Linked DNA regions of Zea mays: regions 2 and 3 are each linked to region 1. Evidence: chromatin contacts called from public Hi-C data. All regions are on one chromosome and are shown on one strand. Each heading gives the region's core, a stretch centred on a gene start, on an enhancer-like site or on the middle of the called end of the contact. The rest is flanking DNA. Distances are from core to core; before and after follow the strand shown.

Region 1 (4,261 bases), core at 467-2,966:
TGATTTGTCTCATGGGTGGTGTAGTAGGCTGAACAAATTAAACGAAGTACTATTGAGTCAATGACACTTTTGACCACTCACTGTCACTAGAAGCGTACGTTTGAGCAATCCAAGCATGTCCATTAGTCCACACTATTACCATACAAAGCACACACGTGGATGCAACGCGCCAATGACCAAAGTGTTTAGTGTTCGCACGAACAGCAGCCCGATCCAGGGGAACATGCATGCATGGAACGACCGAGAGGACATAGACATGGATCGGGCATATACTTTACGCATATACGTACGCTTGTCCGCCTTACTTAATTAGTTAGCTAGCTAGCTAGCTAGCTTTATTTCCCCTGATCAGGACGCAGCGGGAAGAGCTCCAGGGTCACATCGTCGTCGGTGTAGTAGTCGTCAGCTACCTCCGTACCGGCATCGTCGCCGCCACCATGGACGACGACATCTTCCCAGGCCCTGCACCTCCGCTTGCGGCTCGATGCATCTTCACACGCTTCTTCTTTTTTCGTCTCCACTCCCTCCTGCATGCATGCATACGTACGTACATATGATGATACTGCTAGCTGTTCACTGCATTTAAATTTATGCATGCAATGCATATATACATAACGCAAGCTGCTGCAATGCATATATAGTTATATACCTTGGTTTCAGCAGCTGGTGGTAGCAGCGTGGAAGCAGTGGTGGTGGTGCTGAGGGTGAGGAGGGCAGCTCGCTTCTGCTTCTGGCGCTCGCGGGCCTTGTGGTTCTGGAACCAGTAGAAGACGTTCTTGCCCTCGATCCGGCCGTACTTGCCGAGCTCCTCCGTGATCTGCTCGATCTGGAACGAGTTGGGCGTGCGCATCCCCCCGCGGTACAGCATCTCCAGCACCCTTATCTGGTCCGGCGACGGGTTCCACCGCGTCGTGCCACCCACCGTCGTCGTCGTCGGCGGCACTTGCACCTGCAGCTTTGATACAATGAAAATTAAGAGATACGTACGTACACCATGCATGCTAGAGATATGTGTTTCTACTACTGTCCTCCTAGCTAGCTAGTACATGGGCTCTCTCTTTGGTTTATAGCCTAACCGTGCAGTTTAGCAGCCTCGAAGAAGCATTCCTGACGCGAGCGAACTCAGGAAGGACGACCATCTTCCTCGCCTCAGGGAAGGAGATCTTGGGCGCAAGCGGGCGTAGACAGTATTGCTGGAGGGCCAGAGGGACGATGGTGGCAGCAGACGACGAGCTGTGACTGTGAGATGCTGGTGAGATGGATGGTGGTGACGACGACGGCGGCGGCGAGCCTGCCGCTTTATCCAAGTAAGCCACATGGAAATGGTGAAGCCTCATGCTAATGAACTCTGTAGATGTAGAGCTACAAAGCTTCAAACTTTGTAGAGCTAGGCGCGCGACCGATGTAGCGGATCGAGCGAGAGAGTGCGTACTATATGTAAAAACGGAAAGCTGAGGGCTAGGGCTATGCTAACGACTACTAGACGAGAAGGGATCGAGCGTCCTCGCGAGTTTATATATGGGGAGACCGGCCGGCCGGCCGGAGACGATCGATCGCTGGAGAAAGAAAGCTAAGAAGGCCGGTGCTGTACGTAGCCGTAGCGAGGGTTTGAGTGTTGTGCGATCGACCGAGACGACCATGCATGTCGAGGTAAAGGCGTGCTCTAGCTAGCTCATGGTCTTGGGGCCGGCGGGCGACAGGGAATGTGGAGATTGCTGATGGATCGGAAGGGCGTCAGCAGCTAGAGCGGTGGTGGTGGTGGTGGTGGTGAATCGCAATCATCAGCGGAGCCACGAAAAGCAGGAGCAGTAATAAAGGTGAAAAGGTAAAATTCTCTCGCATGGAGCTGCCCTCTTTTCACCTTTCCTGTCGAAATTCATGACGATTGACAAGGAATATATGGGGAGAATATATATCGACTCTCTCTCTCTCTCTCCCCGCTCTGTACGTTCGCATGCTGTTAAAGCGGGAGTTTGAATCCAGCCTAGCTACGACCCGGTTAATCTTCACCTAATAACTAGAGTATTCGGAGTGCATGTTACCAGATCACGCGACAGCTAGCTAGCTTTTTCACCTCGCTAATCAAAATGGAGGACGCTTCTCACTACTTCAGTCTTCAGATGTATAGAAAGCTCGTGTCTTCTGTACCTGCAGCTGCAGGTCGGAGTATAGTAAAGTTCATCAGGTAGTACTGTTCTTTTTAAAAAGAGTTTATTCAGCAACCAGAGCAAGTAATTTATTTAGCAACCTTCTAGTCCCTCCATTTTAAATGTGCTAATTAGCCTCGATCTCTTGGTATTGGTATCTTACTTAGGCCCTGTTTGGTTCCTTTAGTCACTAGACTAAAGTTTAGTGACTAAAATTTAGTCGCTGAAGTACCCCGTTTGGTTCGAGTGACTAAACCGGACTAAAGGGCATTAATTGTTGTGACTAATGACTATTTTACCCCTATTAATTAATGGATGTTTGCTATAAGAAGAAAGTGGAGAGGACAAATAAGGTAAAAATACTACTTTAGTCCATTTTAGTCACCCCTTAGTGACTAAAGAACTAAAGTTTAGTCACCCCACTTTAGTCACTATGTTTGCTTCTTTAGAGACTAAAAGTGACTAAACTTTAGTCACTAAACTTTAGTCACCCCAAACCAAACGGGGCCTTACTGTCTACTCTATCTGTATGAATGAATGATATCGTTTTCGTTGGATCGACGACACTCATCTCGCTCCCTTGTCTGTAAACTGGCCTGCACCCCATCTGCATGATTGCGCATCACAAAACCAGATGCGTGAAGGCCAACAAATTAAAGAGACGATGCATGCATATCTCTTGCCACAATCTAATAAGACTGGTTTTGCCATTCCTAGCTATATGTAGCTAGGCACATAGGCCCTGTCAAGATTAGACCATCTAAAAAACCTCTAATATCAGACCATCATCAGTGAGGCTGCAACACGCTAATATATGATTGGAAAAGGCATGCATGCAAACGAGAAAGCGAGAACCAGCATGATGGATGCTGAGGTTGACCTCGGAGTTAGCGCCGCCATCCACCGTTAGACCTACTACTAGCTTGAACAGGATACTGCACAGCTAGCCATGCATATGCATTTTATCTTGTGACCCACAACAAGGTACACCAACTATTCCCTCCGTCCTATAATATAATACATAAACATTTTTTATTCTAGTTCCATAAGAACAAATATAATAGTTGGCTATAAGCCGGCTAAATGCTGATATGGAAGAAAGAATTAAGATGAGGGAGTAGAAGCGAGCTACAAATTAACAACCATCTTTGTGCAAGGTCTGATGCAAGTCCCCGCAAACTGTGCATATATATAAGCCCATTCAATTCCAACGGCTATATGTGTAGTTGGGGCCTATAAATACACACACAACCAACACGTTAAAGACACAAGAGCTAGAGCAAACCTTCATACATTCATCGCAACAACTTTAAGCCATCTAAAGCCTCGCAAGTGCTATATTGAAGAGATTTAAGCTAGAGAAAGTGCCTTGTGTGGGTGATCGTGTTGAGTTGAATGTTGCATTCCTGTGCTCTTGTGCTTGTGTTTCAACTTCCATTCTTTGTGGAGACTAAGGTCCTTCGATTGAGAATAAAGAGAGGGCTTGAACTTATATTTGGAACCGCTCAAGAGGGTTGAAAGAGACCTGTCTTTAGAGACAGCTCAACAGAGACGTAGGTTTCCTTTGAAAACCGAACTCTGATAAAGAAATTGCTTGTGTCTTTTGTGTTGTGATGCTTGCAATTTTGAATCTCCCTGACAGCACCAGTGTATATGCCTTGTTTGAGACTAACACATGTAGATAAACAGTACCATGCTGACATGCTGTAGAGGATTATATCCCACCACGCCGACAAAAAAACATGTATACTCATTCCCCGGCTTTGCTGATTAACCTAAACCGATTAATAACCCAGCTAAAAAAAGAGCAGGCAGAAGAGCAACAGGAGAAAAGGAAGCTAATATGACATGCAAATTAGCAGACATAACTGGTACGCACATGCATCATTCTCGTGCGGAAGTTGCCGGGTACACCCAGGAAAACGAGGTGCGTGCAAATGCATATGTTTCCATGTGAAAGAGACTGGTAGCATATATATATTTGCACGCAGACGCAGGTGGTTCTCGTAATCACGACTGGTTGATCTTACATATGCATGCGTGCATGGGCTGGTCCTGGCATGAGATCGATCAGACAGTCGGGCTTAGTAACTTTGAAGTACTCCTACTAGCAA
Region 2 (4,261 bases), core at 988-3,487, 210 kb after region 1:
GACTGAATTGTATGTTCCCACTTAAAAATATCTCTCGTTCTCATCATTATCCTCTCCGAATATGACACCCTCATCGTCGTCATCAACTGGTTCGTGAAAATACAATCCAAGTAAAAGACAGGGCATTCAGGGTTGAGAAAATATATAACCACAATAAAGTTTTTTGACAATTACCATTGGAAATGAACCTTGGGATCGACCGGCTTTGTTCCAACCCACTTCCTTGTTCGACCATGTTTGCACTCCCACTTGTTGCCACGATCGCACTTTGGCGTGTATTCCTATATTGTACTGATGGAAACACACGTTTAGGCGGACTACATTTTATCGTCGTCGTGCAAGATTTTCCTTTGCTCTGAATAATTTAGTTGTTCTTGTTTTCCTTGTATAGTCAAGTTGTTAGATTTGATGGACATGTTTTTTATTAGTTGAATAGGAGTGGGTTGGTTTCATGAACTTGCAATTTCCTGAGTTGTGCGTGAAAACTATTGATTGATTTACTTCCTTCAATAGAATCATATGGAGAGGTTTACCGTGCTGACTGGAATGGAACAGTAAGTAGTTCATCTCCCACAATTATATTTTTTGTATCTTGAAATCGAAATGGGTGAAACCATCAGTATTCAAGGAAAAAGAAAGCTTGTATTAGTTCACCATTGGCAGGAATTTTTCTGGTAATCAGCGTGACACTGTCATCAATGTTTAAGAGAATAAATGTGAAAGATTTGACCTCCAAGGTTTCAGTCTATACCAGTACTACAAGTGATGACTTTGACAGCTTACCATTTGAGAGAATACATGAATTTTTGTGTGTACACTGCTGCTCCAGAAAGGAATTGCATTTCATGCTGGCATAGTGTACAATTGCAATATGCCCTTCCCATTAATTCTGTTTTTGGGAATGTCCTTGTTGGATTATTTGCATAGTCACAATATATATAGGGAATAAAAATGATGTGACATCTGTAATTTAGTTTCAGTGCTATTTTTTATGTACAACTTGATATATATCTGAAATTAATTTCTTTTTGAAGTGATTTCCAAACTTGATCACTGTCAACGTGAATCATTCTTATTCTTTCAGTAGTCACTGCAAACAGGTTGAATCATGGAGGCCTTGCATTTTTTCTTCCTCATTTATTGTTCAAGAGGTGGACGAGACGTCTCTTTTAACAAAACTGGGCGACGACACTTAAATTGATTAAGTGCGGTGCACCGATGTTATAGGTCATTGTCTCGTTGTTTTCTGATGACCAACAAGGACAAGGAAAAGGTGGCCAGTGGCCTGCCAGATCGGAATTTGCTGTTTACTCTTTTGATCTGACGAAATCGAATCAGAATAAAAGAAAGCTCTGCACTGTTCATCGAGAGCATCCATAGCAAGAGGAAGCGGCTGAGGTTGGCTCGGGTGAGCAACATGGCGGAGAAGCTGACGCCGGAACAGGTGGACGAGTGCAAGAAAATCTTCGACCTGTTCGACACTGACGACGACGGCAAGTCGCCATCCCATCGAACTCCTATCCACCGCGCGCGCACTCCGAGCCTCACTCAACTCATATGTGCGTGCGTGCTTCTTTGTTGCTCCCGGCCGGTAGGCTTGCAGGTCGCATCGCCACGGGCGAGCTCGTGACGGCGCTGCGCTCCCTGGGCCAGAACGTGGACGAGGCGGAGGCGTGGCACTTCCTGGAGGACGCGGGCGTCGCCGCGGGCACCGGCGACATCGGCCTCGCGCCCTCGCGGCGTTCCTGGCCGTGGCGGCACGCAAGATGGGCGCCAGGCAGTCGGAGGCATGCCTCGCCGAGTGCTTCGATGTGTTCGACGACGCCTGCAGCGGGTCCATCCCCGCGGAGCAGCTGCGTCAGGTGATGGTGAGCCACGGCGACCGGCTCACGGAGGAGGAGGGATTGCGGCGGGGTCGCGGGCGAACGGACTGCGCCGATTTTTGCGGTGGGTGGAGGGGAGCGGGGGCAGTCTACGGTTGAGACTTAATAGTCAGTAGAGATTTAGAGTTTTAGGAGAAAATTCGAATTACAAATAGTCCGAAAGATTATAATAGACTTTTTTCCCGTTCGTATAAAAGCCTGGACCAGAACCAGTTCAAGCCCTGGGCCGGCTTGGTGATGTTCTGTGCATGCTCTGAAAGGCGTTCGGCCCGGCTGAAAGGGCCCGTCGAGGCCCAGCAGGAATTTCTCGGCCCCTTTCACACACCAAAAAAAAAACCAGGTGAGGAATCTACCAATTGATTTTCTTCACCCGTCCACCTCGTCTTGCGCTCCTCTGTCTCGGCGACGACTGTGCTACCGCCGCCGCCGCCGCAAGACTTCGTCGGGCACTTTGCCGGCGACGATTTCCCACCAGGTATACTACCCACCCTATTTTCCCTTACTTCTGTGCGAAAAACCGAGGACCCAATGACCCTAACTTAAGCTATCTAGCTATTTCTACTCGGATCCGATCTATTTACAAGCCCAACAGGATCAGAGGAGGTGATGGCGAGGAGTGACAGCTGCCTGGCGCGCGTGGGTGCCGGAATTGCTATCGGTGGCGCGGTCGGCGGAGCCGTCGGTAACCTTCGTCCCTAAACCCCTAAACACTAGGCTTGCAGCATCAATCCGTCCGTGCGAGCCGCTTCACCCGTCGGTGTTTTTTTTTTTGGTTGGAAGTAGATTAGTGTGCGATTTCAGGAATCTTCTCGAGCTAGCTAGTAGCTACATCCCTGGTTTGTGTGGTTAGCTAGCGGCAGATGTAATAACTAGGTGGCTTTTGTTAAGAGTTACTAGTGCTTAGGTAGCATCATCTGGAGGTGGAAGATATCGATGCTCGAGTTGGAGTTTGTTTGCCCCCAATTGCTTGTGCTCTAAGGGCTGTTGCTGATTCGGTCTGCCGTGGTTTGGTTAACTTCCTGCTGGTGCTTAGAACTTGGGATGGAAAATGTAAGATTTTGTATTTGCCTTTGATTTGACTGAATGAATGACTTCTAATGTCAAAGGCTTGTTCAATGCCACTTTGGAATGTACCGATTAGTATATTCCTGATTTGGATTCCATTGTAGCGTCAAGATGACAGCATTTGGAATTGTCTGTATGTCGAGTTACTGGTATTTGCTGTCATAAAGTTATCCTTCCGCTTGGTGATTTTGTACTTAGCTCGTGGAGAGAGTACCGGTCACAAGGACTTAAGGGTCAGATATGGTCGTGTATTAGGCTACCAGTCTCTGACTGTCTTATCTTGATAGTCATTACTCGGGTTTTGTAAGTCAGAAAAGATGTGCCTGTGGAAAGTTACTTTTGTTGATATTTTTACGGGATCTGTGTTGACCAGTGCTTCAAGGATGTACCTAACATGCTTGGCTTGCTTCTTTCGTGCAATAACTCTTATGCAATTGTTGCTTTCAAGATGTATCTCAAACAGAGTTGCTTATATTCCCTCTGCTCACTAGAAAGTGTTTAAGGGAGCCTAATTAGCATGCATGCAGTCTTTTCTGTCCTAAATCTCATTCTTGTATGAGGGAGTTGGTAGATCTCAAAGTGCTCTTGTACCCACGTGCTTCCTAGGATATGAATGTCACAGAAATAAATGGTATATTTTTCCTTCTTTCTGACGCCATAGCATGAGTACCAAGTTACTAAGGGGGTGTTTGAATGCACTAGGACTAATAGTTAGTTGGCTAAAAATTTGCTAGTGGAATTAGCTAACTAACAAATAGCTAGCTAACTATTAACTAATTTACTAAAAATAGCTAATAGCTGAACTATTAGCTAGGGTGTTTGGATGTCTCCAACTAATTTTAGCCGCTAACTGTTATCTCCACTGCATTCAAACACCCCCTAATTGGCATGTTTTTCCTCCTTCCTCTGCAGGTGCTTGCTATGGAACTTTTGAGGCGTTCAGATACAAGGTACGCATACACTTTTGCGTTATTATATACAAAATTGCATTGTGGTAGGGCTTCTATTTCATTTCACTTCCAATATTTGGTTTTTGTGTCATTTTCTCATGACCAACAAATTTCATAAACTTTTGGATACTGATGCATCCAAACAGACTAGGAAATAAACTAGAATTTTCGTGCGGCGTTGCCGTGCACGCTGTTTTATTTCTATTGTATTTTTATCTTTGTGTAGTTTCTAACAGAAAGTGCTTATATTTTGTTTCCTCCGTTTTCTCGGGGCTCGGGGGCGGAACCAAGCTGATGGGACTTGGGCACATCTCTTATCAGCCAATTAAATGGCGCTTGCAATCTGTTTGGTGACATGCTACA
Region 3 (4,261 bases), core at 1,106-3,605, 130 kb after region 1:
AGTGTAGAGATGTGATGTCTTGTTCAAGGCAGATTTTTTTAAAAAAAAGCAATTAGGTGACTCGACTCGAACAATCATGTGCATGTCTTGTTCAAGGCACATCTTTTTTTTTTCTTTCATGGCCATGGATATACCATCAACTGATTCCCACCCACTGATAATCAGATACTAGCTGATTCCATAATTCATCTACGAATTTAACGAGATGGTCCACAGATGAACCCAGCAGCAAGGTTAGTGTCAGTTACCGAGTTGTAGAGCTGAAATGCTCTGCCACCAGCCTCAATTGCAACACTGATGGGCTGGTTCGCAACTGCCTTCTGCAGACTTTTCTCACTGTTCGCTGGTACATCTTCATAGCTGTCGATAGTAACAACCTTGGCGTTTTTCTGCGATGAACCCAACACATAAAATCAGCAAGAAGAAAAAAATGACACTGATATTTGGAAGATCAAGGAAGACCATGAAGCGAAAAATACCCTGTTGACATCACACCGTCCGTCCGTGCCCTTGTAAGGGTAATCCTCCTCGGTGTCGATTCCGCCGTTGTTGATGATGAACTCAAACGCATAGTCCATCAAACCTCCATTGCACCCCTGGTTGTATGAAGTGTCACAGTCAACAAGCTCCTGCTCAGACAAGGAGATCATGTCGCCAGTAACAATCTGGTTGATGCCTTCCACAGCCGCTATTGTTGAGAAAGCCCAGCAACTCCCTGGAAAAGATAAACATATATCAGATTCCAGTACCAATATGTTATCAATATTATTGTTTAGTCATCCACGTCGATTAAAAAAGGCGGACAAGTAACAAGTCAGAGTTATAAACTCCAAAGAGTGAAAGTTAACCTGCAATAGAGTGGAAAACATCATTATCACTTTAGACCTAGTTTAGGTACTATAGTAATGAGAAAATCGGAGTGGATTAAGATGTATTGTGAGTGTTTTTTTATCTATTGCGGATGTAAATACTCTCTAATCCCTCCAAACCACTTCAATATTAGAGTACTCAAACTAGACACTTTATGGACATAGCATTTTTTTTAAGAGAATAATTTTTTGGTTGTGACCGGTGAATAGGGTGTGGACCAATAGAAACGTGAAACGGTCACAAGAGCCGTGAATCCGTGATGAAAGTCGTCTCCAAGAGCCTACTATCTGGAATCATGAATGAAGTGAGCATATTGGCCCAGCCACCTTGTCAGCTAGACAGCGACTGCTAGTGTAAATATCTTTCTTGGTTGCTCCTTCCAGGAAGGTCACTGCCTCGCAAGGTTTAAAGGTGATGTCCATGTTCGATGAACCTACCTACATAGTATGTGTCCCCCTTCATGCAAGGCAATAAAGATCAAATACACGGATCACTTTTCCACCTTCCGTAGCGAAAATCGTTCTACTAATATTTGTCACGCCCACGCACAAGACACAGAACCAGTACCAGTACCAGTACCAAATGGAATATTTTTAAATAGTTTTATTTGTTAGTGTGTCTCGAATTCAAGTGCATGCTAATCTATATACGCGTGGCATCTGCGCAACCACCCACCCGTTTTGGTGCCCGGCTAACGAATCGCAGAACGTGAAGCTGAGCGTTGACCTTCAGCTAGTCCCCTGCTCTCTCTCTCTCTCTCTCTCTCTCTCTCTCTCTCTCTCTGTTCATGTGGATAACAGTAACAAACTACCGCAAGTTGTGGATGAGCAGACTTGACAGTTTTCCCCATGTTCTATCTAGAATTATTCTTGATTCAGAAGCAGGAGAGGGATAAAAAAAAGAAGAAAGTGGAAGGGCGGAGATCGATATGGAAGCTCACCGCAGCTGCCCTGGTCCTTGACCTCCGCGACGGCGCCCTTGGCCCGCCAGTCGACGGACTCCGGCAGGTCCTCGTTGTCGCCGGCCAGGTACCTGTCACCGAGCCTCCTCTCCCTCTGCGGCCTGCTCCTGACGCCGAGGTAGGTGGCGCGGTACTCGTCGTTGGTGAGGTCGGCGAAGCGGTTGAGCCCGAGGCGGAAGGAGTGGACGCCCGCGTCGGCGGCGGCGTTGTGGGCGTCGACGTAGCGGAGGTTGTCCCTGAACACCTCGAACCTGCGCTCCTCCTCGCCGACGGCGTTGTAGGTCCGGCCGTGCGCCGCCATCCACTCGGCGTACATCCGCCGCGCCTCCTCCTCGCTCCGCTCGCCGTAGGAGACGATCGACATGCTGTCCGCCGCCGCGGCGAGCGGCGCGAGCAGCAGCAGAAGCAGCGCCGCCGCCGACGCGAGCGGCGTGGTGGAGGCGCCCATCTCCGCCGCGATGCAGGAACGGGAAGGCTAGCTAGATAGGGGGAGGAAGGAGCGGAACGGACCGGAGCAGAGCAGATGGATGAGAGTTGAGATGGAGGCCCTTCCTTTTAATACAAGTGGGCGAGGGAGCGGTGGGCCCAGATTCCGTGATCCCCTTGTTTTTTTAAATTCATTCGCATCTAATCTACTGGACCAGTCAGCTGTACGATATTTTCCGTTGGTTTTTTATTGGTCGTGGGGTTGTGGAGCGGAAGTGGACAGGTTGGATTGGATTGGATGAGGGCGACCTTTTTTATTCTTACCCGACTGTGTGGGCTACGAACTGATATTAATGGTTCATATTTATTTTTAATTTTTATTTTATTTTCCTATTCAAATGGGATACAGTATTATCGATTTGTGACGGGTAAGATTTACATAGATATTGATATCTTCAATATCTAACTTTAAGTGTATAAATATAGATATAAATAAAATACGAATTGAATATTGAATACCGACTCAAATATAAATTAGATATCAACACGTTTAGACGGATCAAATTCGAATACATACTGATAATATCGGTAATCGATATTTACATAGAGTACCATTTACTATCTCTAGCAAGAAATACTTTAAATTTAAAGTTTCCCAATCTCGTTTTTATCTCCAACAACTTCCGCTAAAATAGAGTCTGCAGCTGATCCGCCAATTCTGGCGCTTGCTGTATACGGTAGCGCATGACGGTTGGACGCTCGATCGGTTATTGGCTGACATACGCTGCCTCCTGCCATGCTACAGTACGAGCTATGGTGAATGCGCTGGTCCCGTCAGACTCCCAACCAGTCCAATACTGCTTCTACACATTAATGAAAAAATAGTACGTTGGAATTTTCTTTTTATTAATATGGCTGGAAAAAGAAATGGAGTATAAGATAGGATAAAATTTAAAGTATGTTGTTGAGACTTTATATAGTAGATATATGAAAGCCGTTTCAAAACGGTGTTACTGACGCTATCCACGTCGGTAGAAATTCTCCTAGCTACTTGATTGTAAATCAATGGCTCACCTTCGCCTCTCGAGACTTTAGTACTGACTCTCCTCACTCCCTCGTTACCTTCGCCTCTCGAGACTTCTGGACGCTTTGACTGCGACCGCCTCTCCTCACTCTTGCCATCTCGTCCCTCCTCCTCCTCGCTCCATCCGCATCTTCCATCTTCAAGTTGCTTCATCTTCCATCGTTTCGTCCTTACGACATCATCCGCTCTGAGAAATTCGTCGCTTTCTTCATCGGCTCCGCTTCTTCCTCGAGTTGTCAAATTAGAAAAAAGGTTCGCTTTTCTTTTTCCCCAAGTTGTGTGCTTGCGGCGGATCTGCCTTCTTCCGCTTCGGCTGTCTCCCCAATTTCCCATCTTCTTATTCCCTCGACACCCCACGGCCCCACATTCCCTTTGGGCAGCACACCAGCTCCACACATCTGACCTGTTGGGTTTGTGTTCTATTCGGTGTTTGCCAAGTCCCATTACCCATTTTCACTTATCCCAAATCGGCCAGAGGATAGGTTCTGTGCTTTCCTTTTTATTTTCCCCAATTTCTGCATTTCCCCTCCTTCTATAGTCTCCTTAGATCAGGTTCTGCAGACAAAAGCACCAGAAAATGAACATCCAAGCAACTCATTGACAAACGAAACTGAACTTTGTAAGAATCAATTTATACACTTTCTCATATCCTCAGCTCAAGCACGCCTTGCGAATTTATTTTATTAACGATACATAAAGGATTGAATTTGTATTTTAAAATCTTCATGACAGCTTCGTTTTTAACCATGTTGAGAAGTACCCTTGCTCCTTAAGGACTACACCAGCGAGGTAATTATGTCTAAAATTATCCTGTTTTCCACACGAGTAAGACGCCATTCGTCGACTGCGTGTTATGTTTTTATTATTTTTTATTTCCTCCCCAGAACTTCCTTTTTCCGATAAATCTTAATAGCATATTA

What was found. A called contact is a pair of places that touch in the nucleus more often than the background predicts.
Region 2: a contact with region 1 is called in a Hi-C map of leaf, with 2.1 times the contacts expected there. The contact joins the promoter of LOC100272875 here to the promoter of LOC103642126 in region 1. A contact is called at or near these places in 2 of 25 Hi-C or Micro-C datasets (both in leaf).
Region 3: a Hi-C map of leaf shows a contact between it and region 1, with 5 times the contacts expected there. The contact joins the promoter of LOC100283284 here to the promoter of LOC103642126 in region 1. A contact is called at or near these places in 10 of 25 Hi-C or Micro-C datasets (bundle sheath, ear, leaf and 3 more).

The regions. Positions count from the first base shown.
Region 1 is chr10:147,566,749-147,571,009 of Zm-B73-REFERENCE-NAM-5.0, forward strand. LOC103642126 (WUSCHEL-related homeobox 4-like) reads right to left here and starts at 1,717. Exons shown (of 3, transcript NM_001301461.1): 1 at 1,077-1,717; 2 at 650-949; 3 at 175-527. The coding sequence starts at 1,337. The coding sequence ends at 336.
Region 2 is chr10:147,777,444-147,781,704 of Zm-B73-REFERENCE-NAM-5.0, forward strand. LOC100272875 reads left to right here and starts at 2,238. Exons shown (of 4, transcript NM_001327982.1): 1 at 2,238-2,358; 2 at 2,436-2,565; 3 at 3,861-3,898. The coding sequence starts at 2,490. It also overlaps the pseudogene LOC103642941.
Region 3 is chr10:147,698,944-147,703,204 of Zm-B73-REFERENCE-NAM-5.0, forward strand. LOC100283284 (cysteine protease 1) reads right to left here and starts at 2,356. Exons shown (of 5, transcript NM_001156186.2): 1 at 1,811-2,356; 2 at 480-715; 3 at 249-389. The coding sequence starts at 2,279.